Regions from separate parts of the Mus musculus genome. Here all the other regions are linked to region 1. Evidence: chromatin contacts called from public Hi-C data. All regions are on one chromosome and are shown on one strand. Each heading gives the region's core, a stretch centred on a gene start, on an enhancer-like site or on the middle of the called end of the contact. The rest is flanking DNA. Distances are from core to core; before and after follow the strand shown. Region 1 has its middle 56 kb from the start of Gm36553. Region 2 has its middle 100 kb from the start of Gm41042. Region 3 has its middle 47 kb from the start of Gm41042.

Region 1 (2,700 bases), core at 67-2,566:
ACATGCCATCACATGCATGATGCTCATCAACACTATTTCCAGAGTGCTGATGTCTCCTAAACACAAATTCTGTGCCTGATAACAGAAGCATCTTGCCCCCCTTGTGCTCTGGCCTCTGATCATTCTATTTTATCTTTCACCTTAGCTCATTTGTTTTTAATTGCTGTACTATATTTCTTCAATAACTACCTTGTATATGATCTATTTCTCTAGTGGGATAAGAAAATGCATTTATTTTCTATTAGTATCATAACTAATAACTATAGTAGCTTAGATAACATATACTATTATTCTATAGTTCTGCAGTTTCAAATTCTGGCCCATTTCTCTCTAGGCTGATGTCAAGATATTAATGGCTGCACATTCTTTTGAAGCTCTGGGAAAAAAATCCCATTTCTGGTCATTTTTATTTTTTAACTAAACTTTTTTTCTTTATTGAAAATAGATTTTTTCCTCACATATGTCCTGATTATGTTTTCCCCTCCCAGTTCCTTTCCACTTCCCTTCCATCTTAGATTCACTCTTTTTCTGCCTCTCATTAGAAAACAAACGCCTTCTAAGGGAATTAATATAATATAAGCAATATAACTAGAAACTAACACATCAGAATTGAAGAAAACAAACAAACAAAAAGAGCTCAAGAGAAGGCACAAGTAACAGAGGCCCACACTCAGGAATCCGATAAAAACACTAAACGGAAAAGCCATAATATATACTCAGAAGACCTGGTGCAAGCCTGTGCAGGCCCTGTGCTTGCTGCTTCAGTCTCTGAATTCAGATGAGCATTGATCATGTTGATTTATTGACTTGTTTTCTTGGTGGCCTCCATTCCCTCTTCTTCTTACAACTCTTTCTGCCTCCTCTTCCTCTGAGTTCCCTGAACCCTGTGGGGAAAGACTTGATGAAGACATCCTGTTTTGGGCTGAGTGCTACAAAGTTTTCACTTTCTGGATAATGTCTGGCTGTGGGTCTTGTATTGTTCCCATCTGCTGCAGAAGGAAGCTTCTCTGACCAATGTTTGGATCTATGAGATTCTATAGCAGAATATCATTAGGAGTCTTCTTATTGCCATATTTTTGTTGTTGTTTTGGAACAATTGTATTTGATTTTACCCTAGGTCCTTGAGCTATCTAATCTTAGGTTGTTGGTCTGCTAAGGAGAGCTGGGTATGGGTTCCATCTTGTGAAGTGGGCCTTAAGTCAAATCAGATATTGGTTGGTTACTCCCACAAGCTTCGGGCCAACATTGCTCTAGCAGATTTGCAGCCAGAACACCATTGTAAATCAAATGGTTTGTGGCTGGCTTGGTGTTTACAGTTCCCTTTTGGTAGCATGCAGAGTACCTTCCTGTACTTTCTCAGTATCTCGTGGAATTGTCTCCAAAACTAACCACTTACTCGAACACAAAACAGATCTCACCAGATATGAGCAAGCCGAAAGACTCCTACATCTTATCTAACCACTATGGATTAAAGCTGGATGTCAACAACAACAGAAAGCTTACAAATTACTAGAAACTGAACAACTCACTACCGAATTAAAAATTGGTAAAGATAGAAATTAAAGATTTTCTAGAACTGAATAAAAATGAATACAGAACACACTCAAACTTATGAAACACAATGGAGGTGGCTGTAAGGGGCAACTAAGTGCCTTCATAAAACAATTGGAAAGACCAAATACTAGTAACTTAACAGCACACCAGAAATTGCCAGAGCAAAAAGAAGGAATCACATCCAAAAGAAGTAGATGGCAAGAAATAATAATAATAATAGTAATAATAATAATAATAATAATCAGGGCTGAAAGCAATAAAATAGAAGCAACAAGAAAATATGAAAAAACAATTTAACAAAGTTGTTTCTTTGGGAAAAATCAATAAAATTGACAAAACCTTAGCCAAATTAATAAAGGTGGAGAAGAATATGCAAATTAACAAAATTAGAATTAAAAGAGGTGTTGGTAGTGGTGTCACATACCTTGGAGGCAGAGGCAGGTAGATCTCTGTGAGTTCAAGGCCAACCTGATCTACAGAGCAAGCTCCAGAACAGCCAAAGCTAAGCAGAGAAACCTTATCTCAAAAACCAAAACAACAACAAAAAGAGGAAGAAACAAAAAGATAATTTTCTCAATATATACCACTTAGTGAAGTCAAATCAAGACTAAATAAGCAATTTAAAAAGACCTACACAGATTTCTGAGCTCCAGGCCAGCCTAGTCTACAGAGTGAGTTCTCAGACAGCCAGGGCTATACAGAGAAACCCTGTCTCAAAACAAACAAACAAACACAACAAAAATAAATAAATAAAATAAAAGACCTACAATCCCTAATGAAATAGAATCAGTAATTAAAATTTTTCTAACAAAAATCAGTTCATTGCCAAGATGGTTTTAAGCTCAGATTTATACTAACCTGAAACTAGAACTATTAATGCCAATACTCTTCAAATTATTACACAAAATAGAAACAGAAGGAACATTATGCAATTCATTTTTTGAGACCATAGTTACCCTGACACCCAAACCACTTAAAGTCCCAACAAAGAGAATTACAAATTTTGCTCATGAACATAGGTACAAAACTTTTTAATTAAATATTTGAAAACCAAACGCAAGGACACATGAAAAAGGGCATCCATTATGTTCATATAGGCTTCATCTTAGAGGTTGAGAGATGATTCAACATATGTAAATTGATAAT
Region 2 (2,716 bases), core at 79-2,578, 550 kb before region 1:
CATATAAAGTGTGTATGCAGTGGTGTGTGTGTGTGTGTGTGTGTGTGTATGTGTGTGTATGGTGTGGTATATATGTGGTGTGTATATGTGTGTGGTGTGGTATATATGTGGTATGTGTGGTGTGGTGTGTATGTGACTGTGTGTGTGTGTGTGTGTATGTGATTTGAAGCCTAGGCATTGCATATGCTAGGCAAATGCTTTGTCACTGAGCTGTACCCCAGTGTCAGTCTTTTTGAAAGCCTCTTGGCAGTATTTATAAAATTAAGCAAACGGTCCCTCCCATTCCGTGTTCCCTGTCTACGTTCCTAGCCTCTGCGGTTACCTTATGTTATATATTCAAATCCAAAAGTTCAGAGCTGGGAGCTACAAAGAAGGATGAACATGTGGCGTGTGGCATTCATTCGTCTTTCTGGGTCTGGGTTACCTCTCTCAGAATACTTTCCAGTTTCATCCATGTTTCTCCAAAGTTCTTGATTTCATTTTTTTAAAATAGATGAATAGTATTCCATAGTGTGTGTACCACATCTCCATGATCCATTAATCAGTTGAAGGATGTCTCCGTTGTTTCCATTCCCTAGCTACTGTGAATAGAGCAGCAGTGAACATGGATGAGCAGCATCCGTGGCCTTGGGCATATGCCCAGGCATGCTGTGCTAGGTCATACGGTAGTAGATTTACTTTTAGCTTTTAGAGAGATTCTCTGCACTGATTTCCATAGTGGCTGCACTAGCGTGCAATCCCACCAACAGAGAGTAAAGACTCATTCCCCTCTCTCCTCAGCTTCGTGAGCACGTGCCAGTTGTTGTCTTCATCTTAGCCATTCAATCTTGGGTAAGAGGAAATCTCACAACACTTTTAATTTGTAATTATCCCATTGCTAAGAAGGATGTTGGAATTTCTTTGAGATGTTTACTAGCTATTTTTGCTTCTTCTCTTGAGAACTCTCAGTTCAGACCATAGCCCATTTTTAAATTGGGTTTATTCTGGATATTAATCCTGTATCAGGTGTGTATAGCTGGCAGAATCTCTATCTAAGGAAAGGAGAAGAAAGGGTATAAATGATGTAAATATAGTACTTATGCTTAAACTAAAAAAATCAACTTAAGAAGCTCACTTAAAATTAAACAGCCACCTTTTAAACTCTTAGTCCAAATACTAGAAACCTGACAGCTACAAAGCAGAAGGAAATAGATGAGGGAAGGCTTGTCGCAATGTTGTTTATATTGCAACAGAGGAAAAAAAAATAAAACAGGAAACATTTGGATGAGAACCCAAAGGCAAGTCATCACTTTTACACTGAAATACCTCCTCCACCAATATTATGCAACAGTTAAAATAATTAGAGTGTACTGGACTGTCTTGGGGAGGGACTGGCATGAAGTTTGACAGAGGACAAGCAAGATTCATAGAATACTGTTTTTTCCAAACAGAAGTGGTGTTGTGAGAACAAGGCAGTAGATGCACTGCTTTCACATCACTAGATCTTAACAATGTTCAGTTTAAACACATGAAGGTTAAACGTGATCTCCACACTCATACTTTTGTTATTGTGCTCAGCATGCACTAGAGTAAAATGGCAAACAACCACCAAACCCGACACCATTGCAGATGCCAACAAGAGCTAGCTGACAGGAGCCTGATATAGCTGTCTCCTGAGAGGCTCTGCCAGTGCCTGACAAATACAGAGGTGGATGCTCACAACCATCCATTGGATGGAGCACATGGTCCCCAATGCAGGAGCTAGAGAAAGTACCCAAGGAGCTGAAAAGGTTTGCAGCCCCATAGGAGGAACAACAATATGAACTAACCAGTGTCTCCACAGCTCCCTGGGACTAAACAATCAACCAAAGAAAACACATGGTAGGATTCATGTCTCTAGCTGCATATGTAGCAGAGGGTGGCCTTGTCGGTCATCAATGGGAGGAGAGGCCCTTGATCCTGTGAAGGTTCTATGCCCCAGTATAGGGGAATGCCTGGGCCAGGAAGAGGGATTGGGTGGGTTGGTGAGCAGAGGAAGGGGGAAAGGATGTGGGTTTTCAGAGGAGAAACTAGGAAAGGGGGTAACATTTGAAATGGAAATAAAGAAAATATCTAATAAAAAAGATAATTAAAAAAAAAGACTATAGGGGAGAGAGAAACTTATTTCTCTGTATTATGGCCACTGATAAAAATCTCAAGCAAACTCTGTCCACCCATCTTTAAGCAGGAAACCTAATTAAAAGCAGCCTGTCACACATAAGAAAAAAGACATGAAAGTAGGAAGCCAAGTTGGGAAGAATGTATTTCATGAAAGGGAGAAAGGAGAGAAGAGAGGATAATGCACGGGAGATATATCATAGGATATTATAATATAATATAATATAATGTAATAATAATATAATATCATAGGATATTATAACAATATATATAATAATAATATAATATCATAGAATATTATAATATGCCCAAAATTATAAAATAAATAATTTTAAAGGGTAAAAAAATTAATAGAATAAGGGGACTTTGAAGTGAACAGCAAGAGTGGAGGTAGTAGTGGGGCTGGTAAGAGGCAGGTGTGTGTGTGTGTGTGTGTGTGTGTGTATGTGTGTGTGTGTGTGTTTGTGTGTGTGTGTATGTGCATATAAAGGGATGCACATAGTTCTTTCCTTCCTCTTGATAAACTCAGCTCACCAGGCTTGCTCAGCGGGCACTTTTACCCACTGAGCCATCTTGCCAC
Region 3 (2,700 bases), core at 184-2,683, 700 kb before region 1:
TGCATTTAACTGAAGGCTATCCTTCCAGGCTATGAAGGGGCGCGGTTGTAGCATATCACTGGCCCTTATTGATTCTCCCTCCTGGGGGAATATATTTTTTTTTATGTGAAGCAGAAAGTCTATTTTCCTTTCATCAAATGAACAAACATACCCTACAAATTGTGGAGAAGAAAATGGTCAGTGGAATTGTTCTCTGTTTGCTTCTTAGAGTTGAAATCCTTGCTGATGGGATAGGTAGGATTCATGGAGTGTAAGTACAGGTTTTAATAATATATATATATATATATATATATATATATATATATATATATATGTATTAATGCAAAAGAGGAGCTCATTTCAAGCTCAAATGCTATTCTGTTTTACCTTTCTGACCTTGTAAGCTTGATATCTCTCTCTCTTAGAATCTCAGATCTGAACATTCTTGCCCCTCCCTCTCCTCGAACTCCTCTCATGCCCACCCCCCAAATTCATGACCCCTTGTTATCTGTTTTTATCTATCTATCTATCTATCTATCTATCTATCTATCTATCTATCTATCTATCTATCTATCTATCTATCTTTTTACCTACCTACATACACACACATGCCCATTTACCATTGCTTGTATGTACACGTGTCCAGGCCTGACCACTCAGAATGGGACAACCTATGCAGGAGCTTGTCCCTGGAGGGAACTGATTCCCCTTTCAGCAGCCATTGGCCATTTGTAGCTCTTCATCTAGGTGTAAAACCTTTGGAATTTTCCATGTTGGCTTGTCAGTTGCTAATGTGACTAGGCTTGTCTTTTTCAGTATGCCTGGCTTTTCAATTTGGATTCTGGGGAATCCATGCTTATGTGACTCTCTATTTTTCTTGATGTTGGCCTTAGAGATATTAAAAAAAACAAACAAACAACAAATGACTGGTAGATACTATTTTAAAACTAGGCTACCCAAGAGACACTCAAGTCTCTTCACATTTTTGCATCCAGGTGCCATAGTATATATAGCTATGTTGCATGGCCTATGGTCCCAGATCTTCAATGCCCCTCTATACCCTCTGCTAGGAAATGAGCACAGGCCTGTTGCATATAGTAAGCATGTGCTCTAACCACTGAGTTACACCTGCAGACCTCACCTCAGTGCTTTTGAAGGTTCTGGTTTGGGGACCTTTCCACGGTACCTTCTCACTTGCCATTAAGGCTTATCTCCAATGAAATCATCTCAGCCCACAGTACCACCACAGTTAGATACCGACTGTGATAATACCTGCTTCGTGCACCTCAGGAATTAGAGGACCGGAGGCGATGGTTTCTGTGATGAGAGTGCTGGAGAAGCTGGGCTGCTCCCACCCGGGCTATGATGATGGTTCTTATCATCCCTGGACTGTCTTCAGATGACTAAAAATATCCACCACGTCTGGGCCTTCTCAGCATAGTTTTATCTCTCTTGGACTTCCCCATGCTGGCCAAGAAGCCTGACAGTTTAAGCAGCTGAAGAATTTGCTGGTAGACAGCACTGTTGCTGGTGGAGAATGCCTGGGTAATGAATTACCTTCTTTAGGGTCCCGACGGGAATCTGGTACCCTGGAAAGCGTTAATTTACTTCACTTGAATGAACGCTTTAGGCCCAGCTAGCATTTCATTTGCCCAGGCAGCCCATTGTGATGATGACATTAAATAATCATTATCATTACGTGGAAATCCTGTCACCTTGGGGATTTAGAAAGTGTCTTTCAAGTCACACACACACACACACACACACACACACACACACACACACACACAAGCAACCCAAATGAGCAGAGTGTGAAGAAAACATTTGTTTGTAATTGTCAGCATTTGGCAAAGGCAGGAGATGAAAGAAAGAAATGAACTATGGCTTTGGATTCCTTCCAGGGTGTGTGTGTGTGTGTGTGTGTGTGTGTGTGTTTTTCCAACTCCAAATCATTGGAGATGAGGGAGGGAAGCCTTCCTGTCCTGGTCCATGAGCTTCAGGGAGGAAGCAGGAGTCTTCACCTCCCTTATTCCTTGGTCCAGGAAGTCATTTCAAAGGGAGCTGCCTCCAGGGGAAAGCAAGAGCCTATTGGCCAATATTTATTTATAGCCCTATACCCTGTAAACTTGTCTTCTTGTAAAAAATTAAGAGCAAAAAAATATTTGCGCCCTTGTTTGCCTGGAGCCCCTCCAAGCTGACCTGTCTGCTTTCTTTATTTCTTATGCTGGTTGCTCAACATCTTTGGTCTTGACTGAATTGGTTTCACTCCTAGGCCCTCCCTCATTATTAATGTTGTTATTATTGGGCAGTTCTTCTATGTTTGCAGTGTCCTTGAGAATCTTTCCTTCCTTCTTTCTTTTTTATTAGCTGATCTTTACAACAGCTCAGTGAGGTGGATCAGCCTCACAGACTATTTATCTAACAAATGGCCCAACATTTTCTTTCTTTTTTTTGGCTTTTGTTAGGATTTATTGCAACCATTTTATTATTTTTCTTTCTGATAGCCACCCTTCTCCAAGACCCAACTTCCTGCTCTTCCTTGCACTGTTCCATAAGCCAGAGACTTGTACCATTCTGGCCTTGCTCTGCCCCTTCCTGGCATCTCACCCTCCTCAAAGTCACTGTTGCTCCTCCTCTCAATGTGGTTAGAGCCCAATTAATCTAAGGCAGGTGTGAGCCATGGGCTTCCTCCTCAGGTTCTTGCCCTTCAGTGAATCTCTA

Evidence for each region. A called contact is a pair of places that touch in the nucleus more often than the background predicts.
Region 2: a Hi-C map of uterus shows a contact between it and region 1, with 6 times the contacts expected there. The contact joins two enhancer-like sites. A contact is called at or near these places in 4 of 484 Hi-C or Micro-C datasets (liver and uterus) and 1 of 9 other capture datasets (embryonic stem cells).
Region 3: a contact with region 1 is called in a Hi-C map of uterus, with 5 times the contacts expected there. The contact joins two enhancer-like sites. A contact is called at or near these places in 4 of 39 promoter capture datasets (cranial neural crest, frontonasal cranial neural crest, maxillary cranial neural crest and 1 more), 3 of 484 Hi-C or Micro-C datasets (all in uterus) and 1 of 115 datasets of contacts at active chromatin or transcription factors (hepatocytes).

What each region holds. Positions count from the first base shown.
Region 1 is chr13:101,644,470-101,647,169 of GRCm38.p6, forward strand. No RefSeq gene overlaps it. Among named protein-coding and RNA genes, the nearest start is that of Gm36553, 56 kb to the left of the region's middle. Within about 2 kb of position 1,317, at least 2 of the 459 cell types and tissues checked have an H3K27ac peak or open chromatin away from gene starts, as enhancers often do. A contact at or near this core is called in uterus, where this site is marked.
Region 2 is chr13:101,095,778-101,098,493 of GRCm38.p6, forward strand. No RefSeq gene overlaps it. Among named protein-coding and RNA genes, the nearest start is that of Gm41042, 100 kb to the left of the region's middle. Within about 2 kb of position 1,329, at least 5 of the 459 cell types and tissues checked have an H3K27ac peak or open chromatin away from gene starts, as enhancers often do. A contact at or near this core is called in uterus, where this site is marked.
Region 3 is chr13:100,949,053-100,951,752 of GRCm38.p6, forward strand. No RefSeq gene overlaps it. Among named protein-coding and RNA genes, the nearest start is that of Gm41042, 47 kb to the right of the region's middle. Within about 2 kb of position 1,434, at least 13 of the 459 cell types and tissues checked have an H3K27ac peak or open chromatin away from gene starts, as enhancers often do. A contact at or near this core is called in uterus, where this site is marked.